Linked DNA regions of Capsicum annuum: region 1 is linked to region 2. Evidence: chromatin contacts called from public Hi-C data. All regions are on one chromosome and are shown on one strand. Each heading gives the region's core, a stretch centred on a gene start, on an enhancer-like site or on the middle of the called end of the contact. The rest is flanking DNA. Distances are from core to core; before and after follow the strand shown.

Region 1 (4,075 bases), core at 1,143-3,642, 39 kb after region 2:
AAGTCAAATTTGTTTTCATTTTTTTCACTCAGACTTCTCTCACAAAATTTTAAAAAAAGAAAAGACATAAATACACCATTAAAGTTGTTTTGAATTTTTAAAAAGACACCTAAAGTATGCGGGCGTCCTATTACCCCACGAAATTAGTCCTAATCATAATAAGTACACACTTTTTATGTCAGTGATATTCTCAGTCTGTGTGCGTGCATCTCTCTCTAATTAAATAATATAATATTATTTTTCTTTCTTTTTAATATAGGATCGGGTAAAACTCCGACCCATTAATATTTTAACACATTTCACTCTCCCTTCTCTATTCTTTTCCGGCATTCTCCCCTTCTCTCCTCTTTTCTTGCTCCGACAAATTTCACTAATAAAGAAATTGAAATTTACAATTTTAATACAATTAGTTGTCAAATTATAAATAATTTGCACATCTTTTGACAATAATGACGAATTTCACTAGTAAGACTTTCTTCCATCATCATTGTTGATGGTCAAGTCTTGCCAAGTCTCACCAAGTCTCTTCGATATTTTTTTCATTTTTTATCGTTGTAATGATATTTCAATTAAAAAATAGTATCACTCTGAATTTGCATCAGTGTTAGTTATCGTCTTTTTCTGATCCGTTGATACCGTCGTCTTTAGAGGCAATAATAGTGATACAACAAGCGTTGATTATGCTGAAGTTGAGGTGGATAAGGGGTTTGATATTTCAAATCAATTAATGTCATTTCCGATGAACATCGTTACAAAAAAAAAATCAAATTTTGATAGTTAAGGAGATGAAATATGAATTTGAAGAGTAAGAAATTTATTTTTATAAATGGAGTTTTGATTATATTGAATAGATGAAGGAGAAGCACCAAAAAAATTTTACAATGATAAAAGAATTCTGTGAATTTCTTTTCCTTTTTTTTTGTTTGGAGAGGATGAATTGTTTGGAGAAGATGAGTTGTTGGAGAAGACAAGTTATTAATGTCACATGATAACTTTCTATTGGTTTGGGGTGAATTTTAACTCATTCACGCGTTTTCTATGCGCGTCTACATGCATAGGCAAAATTTTCATCAAAATGGTATATTTACAACTGTATAGATAAGTTTCGTGAATTAATAGATCGTCTATATAGTTTAGGTGTCCTTTTGAAAAAATCAGATAAGTTGAGGGGGATTTTATGTCTTTTCTCTTTCAAAAATAACTTTAATTTATATTCATAGTCAACCACAACTCCAACTCCAACTCCAAAAAATTATGATTTTCATGGCCAAACGGCACTTATATCAACTAAATATAAGAAAATTTTCCGGAAAAATATCTTTCGGAAAAACTTTTTGCCATAGAAAATGAACTCACCAAACATACTCCAATGCACTCAAATTTTCTCTAACTACCCAATGGCCAAAGCCCCTAATAAAGCGCAAGTACCCAAGCCTAGCTAGCAAGCTAAAAGGCTTTTTTTTTTTCTTTCAATAGGCTAGGAGGCAGATTGAATTTTGGATAAAATCTTGAAACTTGACCTAACTATGCAAATGCACTTACCATGTTAAGGACTAGTGGAGTAATGCTATCTTTCTATTATGTGGCATATTTGAAATTTCATCATTCCAACTTCGAAATTTTGACCGTGAATTTATACATAAAAGTTTTATATTTTTCTAAATAAAATTTATATATATGAAAACTACCTATAGTATTGTAAATCACAATAATTAACAACTTACAATATTTAAAACATATAAAAAAAATATTGATTAAGGAAAAAACTCAGTTGACTCGAAATTTCAAGTATGTTACGTAATTGGCACTAGTTAAAGGGTGTGATCTATTAGTTTATAATGAAGAGGTTGAGAATCATAAGGCCTCGGGTTCAAATTTCAACAAATCTAAGAATATGTATGTGATTTCTTTTCATCTGTTCAAGTTATATATAATAGACAAACAAACACAGTACTTAAGCAGAGATATCATATATCTTGTGAAATTAGCTGAGATACACGCAAGTTGATAAGCCGTTACAGTTAAAAGGAAAAAGCACCAAACATGGCACGAGTAAGGAAGCTGGTTTGCACATATGATTGCACGTTGTATATATGTTCATCTTCTATGTTTCCTAGGAAGGGTACTACAGCAGGGAAGGTAGGGCAGAAAGGGCTATAATTTCAATCTATCCCTTATGGGGTAGAGGCTGCTTGCCAATATTCTTGCTATGGTTAGGTGAATGATACATTGTTGTCATAGATTCACAAGAAATGGTATGTGAAGTGGGGAAGAGCCAGCCTAACACTAAAAGTGACCTATGCTTTGTAATTGTAGAGGTCCCCCACATGCCATTTCTCTATGATCTACTGACCTATCCAATCACATATATATTCACTTACTAGATATGTTCATTCCCTTTTGTTGGTTTTATGAATGAATGCTATGCTAATGGGACAATTGGCCCATACTATACCACTATACCACTCAAAACAACTTTAATTTGTGTTGGCCGTTTGGGGCATGGCTCAATATTATTCCTTCATGAGTTGCTTAGTTTTCACACTTGTTTTCTCTATAGTGGTGTATGCAGAATGTTAGACAAGCAATGTTAACCTATATATAGTTAAGAAATAGTGAAGTTAGGAATATTTCTAAGAGTGTTCTAGAACTTATGCATAAATATAGTCATAGTTTACCTACATATAGACGGTATAATTCTCCGACAAAGGATGTTCGACTGATCACCCTTCAGCGTATCCTGGTTACAATCCGACTTGTAAATTAGGTTGAATCTAGAACTGTGATGGATAGAAGTACAAATGATAATAGGACAAAGATGAAGAAATTAGGGTGAAAAAGAAGTCTAGACCAAAACTTGTGCTCTATTTTTGTTCCAACAAACACATTTAATGTAGTTCATCACTTTTTCTTTTCTTGATAAAATATTTACTTGTCTTAGTAATAAGAAGTAAATCTATTCGAAGTTGAGGACCAATACATCCATTTGTTCTTCTATTGACTAGACAGATTTGTTTCCCTTATTAAATTTTCTAATGGAACTGCACATAGAACTTATTTGGGAAAAATGAGTGTAAGAAATGATCATCCAAACCTAGATCTCAACCATGTAAACATGTAAGGGATTCCCAACCTGTTCTCAAAGTCCAAACCCAAATCTTAATTAGGTATTATATTGGGCTGTTCTACTGAGAGAGCAGGCCCTTGACTGTGTAGTTGAATATGGGCTATGAAATAGGAATCGTGGGCTAGCTAACCACAAGGACAAATGAGGCCGCCCAAAGGGCATGTTTGTCAACATCCCTTGCACCAAAAGGTCATGTCCCTAAAAGACACAGCCCAAAATATTGAGTAGTATGGTAGAAAGGATAATATAAATCTAAAAATTACACAAATACACAACTTATGTTTTCAATATTATAAAAAATCTCAACTTCTTAAATATATTACAAAAATTTCACATATACACAAAATGCTATGTATATGTCAGCTATGTTATGTATATTAATAAGGAGAGAGAGTAAAGTAATTAAAAAAGTGGGAGAGAGTGTATTTACTTTTAAAAGATTGATAGAAAAAACAGTACTCTCTTTCTTCACTTTTATTTATTACATTTTGCTTTATAAAGGTAAATTTGATTAAACTTTGAAGTAGTTTAATTTAAAATTTAGAGTTTTAAAAATTATATAAAAATATTATAAGTTACAATAATTTTTATATTAATATGACTAAAAACTACATCTTAAAATATTAAATGAAATTTAAATAATTTAACTCTCAAAAATACAAAATGACGTAAAAATGAACTTACGGAGTAATAACACTACCACAATATTTGATGTGGATATGATTTGACGTTACCCACTCCCCAATCTATTAAACCAGGTAATTTAAAGCTAAACAATATTTGATTGAATGGAGTCAGTCAATATGTTGATAAGTCATTGACTATTATTCGTTTCTTTTAAATGCTATTTTAACTTGACATAAAATTTTAAAAAAAAAAAGAAATTTAATCTTGTATTCTTAAATTAAAGTTATGTCAAATGTATAAAATATTTTTTTAATTTTTTAG
Region 2 (4,402 bases), core at 289-2,788:
AGTACTTTTTAATCCGTGTGTTACCCTTCAGAAAATAATGGAAGGAGGTCAATCATCAAGGAATGCTATTATAGCCTATAAATTTTAACTAGAGGCTTTAGTTTGGAGTTTTGAGAATTGAAATTTTTGGAATAGAAATTATTTTTGTCAGTATAAGTTTGATATGGAAAAAATATATATATATATTTTTTAATCTTTTCTATTATCAATTGATCAAGAAAAACTTAAATATAATTTTCTAAAAAAATAAGTTTGAGAAATAATACTCCATTATTAACAAATTTCACATATGATATTCTATATTAATTATGTCCCCTCATTACATCTAACATACCTTACCTTACTTTAGGAGTGCTTATCGAATGATTTGATTTGATTTTGCAAATAATAGTTTAACTTAATTATTGATAATCGATTTTGAAATATGTTAAACAACTATCAAATCAATAAAATATTAATTGATTCAGTTTGACTAAACACTTATCTTTCGGTCAATGATGAAAACGATGAAATTATCAGTTATTCTTGATTATTAACTATAAAAATTGACATTCAAAAATGATTGAATAGCTTTTACAGATTTTATTAGTAACTTTTAATTCAATATTTGAATTTATTAACTCATAATGTCGCTCCCGATCAAAAATACCGTTGTTGATAAGCGATAATAATAGTAGTTGAATGAGCGGCGAACGAAAGACAAATATTTTGAGGCAAACAGGTTAATGAATTATTAAAACAGAAAAATAGTATTACTATTGGTGGTGAGTTGGAGGGGTGCCGCACAGTGGTTAATGAATTATTAATTTATTCAATATAAGAATTCGATAATCTATTTTTAAAATAATAATTTATTATTTATAAAATCAATAAATCATTTTCAATTTGTTAATTCGATAACCTGATTTCAATAGCTTAATATTTTTTTTTTTTCAATTTAAGTTATCACACACTATTGATTATAATTCAATTTTAAATACGGCCTCTATTTCACTTCACCTTATAGCCACCACATTAAGTCATTAACACTACCACCCCGATCTCTATGTATAATACTTTTTTTTAGATTATACACACATATCAAACATAAGAAAATACATTAAAAGAGAAAATCATTTTTTACACCAATAAAAATATTTTCCTTCGTATCTAACACCTCCTTAATTAACTAGACTTACGTGGCGCAATTTTTGCGTAATCGGAACAGTATTAGATTCTTGCCTAGATTAAAAAAATAAAGAACAAAAGAGGTCAAATTAGATTAACAGAAGAAGAATGCAACCCCATGTGAGGACATGACCTATCTTAAAAGAAAACCAAATTAAGAAATAAAAAAGAATACATAAAAAACAAAGAAAGGGAGAATACTGTCTTTTTCACAAAAAACTAATGTTGCATGCAGAAGAACTATGTATCGAGCTGCCACATATCAACCTTTGCATGTCAATCCCTAATACTATTAAGCCACGCACCTCCTTGCCCATCCTTCACACTATCCTCGTCATCCCTTGTAAAATTATTGTGTTTCCTAATATTAGAACTCCATTTAATTTCTTGTTATGTACTATATAAATACCTCCTCCATTCTCATCTTTTTTATCATGTACTTTCATTAACACTAGCTATATCTCTTCTTCATTCACACAAATTTCATTATTTTTCAATAATGGAAGGTCTTTGTGCTGAGTTGCACCATCATAAGTTTCATCCCTCACACCAACTTTACAAGAAGTCCCTTCGTGACATTGATATTCCACCAAGAAAATTACTGAGCCGTCGCTCTACTCTTTCATCAGTTGATTCTGATGTTTTTGACTCTCCTAAGTCTGGGTTTGGGCCTGAAACCGACACACTGTTTCAGAAGTTTTTGCCTTATAATAGTCTGGATGATGATGATGCTGACCCATACTCGTCTGACCATTTTCGTATGTACGAGTTCAAGGTGCGGAGATGTACTCGTAGCAGGAGCCATGATTGGACTGATTGCCCCTTTGCACATCCAGGTGAGAAGGCTAGGCGGAGAGATCCACGAAGGTTTCATTATTCTGGGACGGTTTGTTCAGAGTTTCGTAAGGGGAATTGCAGCAGAGGTGATAACTGTGAGTTTGCACATGGAGTATTTGAGTGCTGGTTGCATCCATCAAGGTATAGAACTGAAGCATGCAAAGATGGGAAGAACTGTAAACGAAAGGTTTGTTTCTTTGCACATACTCCTAGACAACTTCGTGTTCTTCCTCCTAGTTGTCATGATAGTGGTTCTTCACCATCACCTAGGAACTCTCCTGTTGACAAGAAGTACAGGAATTTAAGCCATTGCTGTGTTTTTTGTCACTCTGTGTCTGCTTCCCCTACTTCCACTTTAATTGGCATGTCACATATATCTCCCCCTGTTTCTCCGTCCTTCTCACCGCCTCTTTCCCCTGCTCATCGCACCCAATTTTCATCGCCCGTGTCTCGTTACACTGATCGTTTTGGGGGTCTTGGGAGTGTTGAATCGTCGTCTGTGGGTCAGATGGATCCAACTGGGTTGATGAGCTACAAAGATGCACTTACGGAATTGGTTAGCTCATTGGAAGCTATGAATGTGAATCATGAACCTGTTTCTTCACCAGCATCTGCTTCTCATCAAGCACATTTTGATGGGAATTTACCGTGGTTGGATGTGAATTTTAGTAACAATAATGGTTACGATGATCAGCAGCAGTTCCTTCTTTCGCCTTCAACTCCATTACCAAGTCCAATTTCCAATTCAAGGAGTAAATTTTACGCGAGGGAATTTCCATCTCCTAGTCCTATTTCCACCTCCAGATTGAGCTTTGTGGAAGAACCCAATAATAATAGTAATAATAGTGCTACAAACAAGTACTACAGTGACAATGGATTAGGTGGAGGACCAGATCTTGGGTGGGTCAATGATCTTTTGACTTGAAAAAAAAGTTATGGAGATTATGGGCCATTGATTTGGAGTTTAATTTGTGGTCCAGTCCGATTGATTATGATGAAAAATTATTCAAGATTTGAAGAAGATTTTTGTATATACAAGTTCAAGAAGTACTGTTTATTTTGCTAGCTGCTGCTGCTACTGCACCATCCATATAAAACAAGAAGTCAACAAGTGTGTGTATATATGAGATGGAGGAGGATGTGGTGACTGTTTATTATTACTAATTTGAAAGCCTTATTAGATTATTTTGCCTTATTTAATCAATGTTAATGTAAGATTGCTTGGGTCATCGATTGTGTGTCGATTATAAAGATGTAATTTTCAATTTCCATTTTGTTGAAGGTAAGAAGAATTGTGGGAGTACGTATTGTGTTATGTTCAAGTTCAATGTGAAACCATTAATGTTACTATTATTATTGTTGCACAAATTACTCAATAATAGTTTCTTGTTTTTCCATGGTTCCCTTTGTTAATTTTTCATTTACAACCGCCGTTTCTGATTCTACTGTCACTCCTGGTGAAGTGGGATTAATAGGTGTTTTTCAATGCAATTTATGGTACAAATGTTTGGACTCTAAAATCAAGGTACAAATTTTATTTTACTCAGTGATCTTTATCTTGTACTTCCTCTGTGAATTGTTAAGATCTTGTAATACCTTTTCTGTTAAGTCTGTCAAAAAAATCATATGGGTAAATTTCAATGATTCAGTTATTTTAAAAATATCAATGTAAATTTTAATGATTCACTTATTTTAAAAATATCAATAAATATTTTAACAATTTAATTATTTCGTGAATTATTTTGAAACGAAGGAAGTACTATTTAATTCTGTCGTATCATAAGCAATGCTATTTATAGTATGTTTTGAAAAAATAAAATGTGGATTTGTGAAGGTTCAGATAATTCTTGAAGTTGGAAATGGTTATAAGATGGTACAATTCCGTTCAGCTGCTGCTGAAATTCTGCGATTGGGAGATTGAGAAAAAGGAGGATCCAAATAATCCGTATGAATTGGGTATTTAAATTTAGTTGAGATAATCACTGATATGCTATGTTAATTTAATTTACATTCTTTAAAAAATATTACTATAACTATGAGAAATATTACTCTTATGAAACAAATTAAATAGGTGAGATGAGGTGGCTATCAGACCTTGATATTTGTCCAAGTGGCATCCATGCAGGTTGTACAGCTGATAGCATATTTTAATGGACTTTATGGATGTTGTTTGTACTTTTCTTCTTTTGGATCTTATGGATGTCATGGTTATTTATATATTTATTTATTAATTAATATTTTGTTTTGTGGGACTTTGGTTCTCTTCCGTTTGGTGTGAATTTTCGGTGTTTAGATTGATTTTGGATAAAATTAATTTGAGAAAATGAGTGTTTAGATGGGTTTTTTTTTAGTTCCAAGATACATAATATATATCGGTCAATTAGTGTTTGTTAGAACA

What was found. Hi-C and Micro-C count contacts between places; a contact is called where the count stands out from the background.
Region 1: a Hi-C map of leaf shows a contact between it and region 2, with 2.5 times the contacts expected there. The contact joins the enhancer-like site here to the promoter of LOC107878347 in region 2. A contact is called at or near these places in 4 of 5 Hi-C or Micro-C datasets (leaf, pericarp and placenta).

The regions. Positions count from the first base shown.
Region 1 is chr7:206,777,004-206,781,078 of UCD10Xv1.1, forward strand. No RefSeq gene overlaps it. Among protein-coding and RNA genes, the nearest start is that of LOC107878345, 10 kb to the right of the region's middle. Within about 2 kb of position 2,393, at least 3 of the 5 cell types and tissues checked have an H3K27ac peak or open chromatin away from gene starts, as enhancers often do. A contact at or near this core is called in leaf and pericarp, where this site is marked.
Region 2 is chr7:206,739,229-206,743,630 of UCD10Xv1.1, forward strand. LOC107878347 (zinc finger CCCH domain-containing protein 2) reads left to right here and starts at 1,539. Exons shown (of 1, transcript XM_016725302.2): 1 at 1,539-3,360. The coding sequence starts at 1,667. The coding sequence ends at 2,929.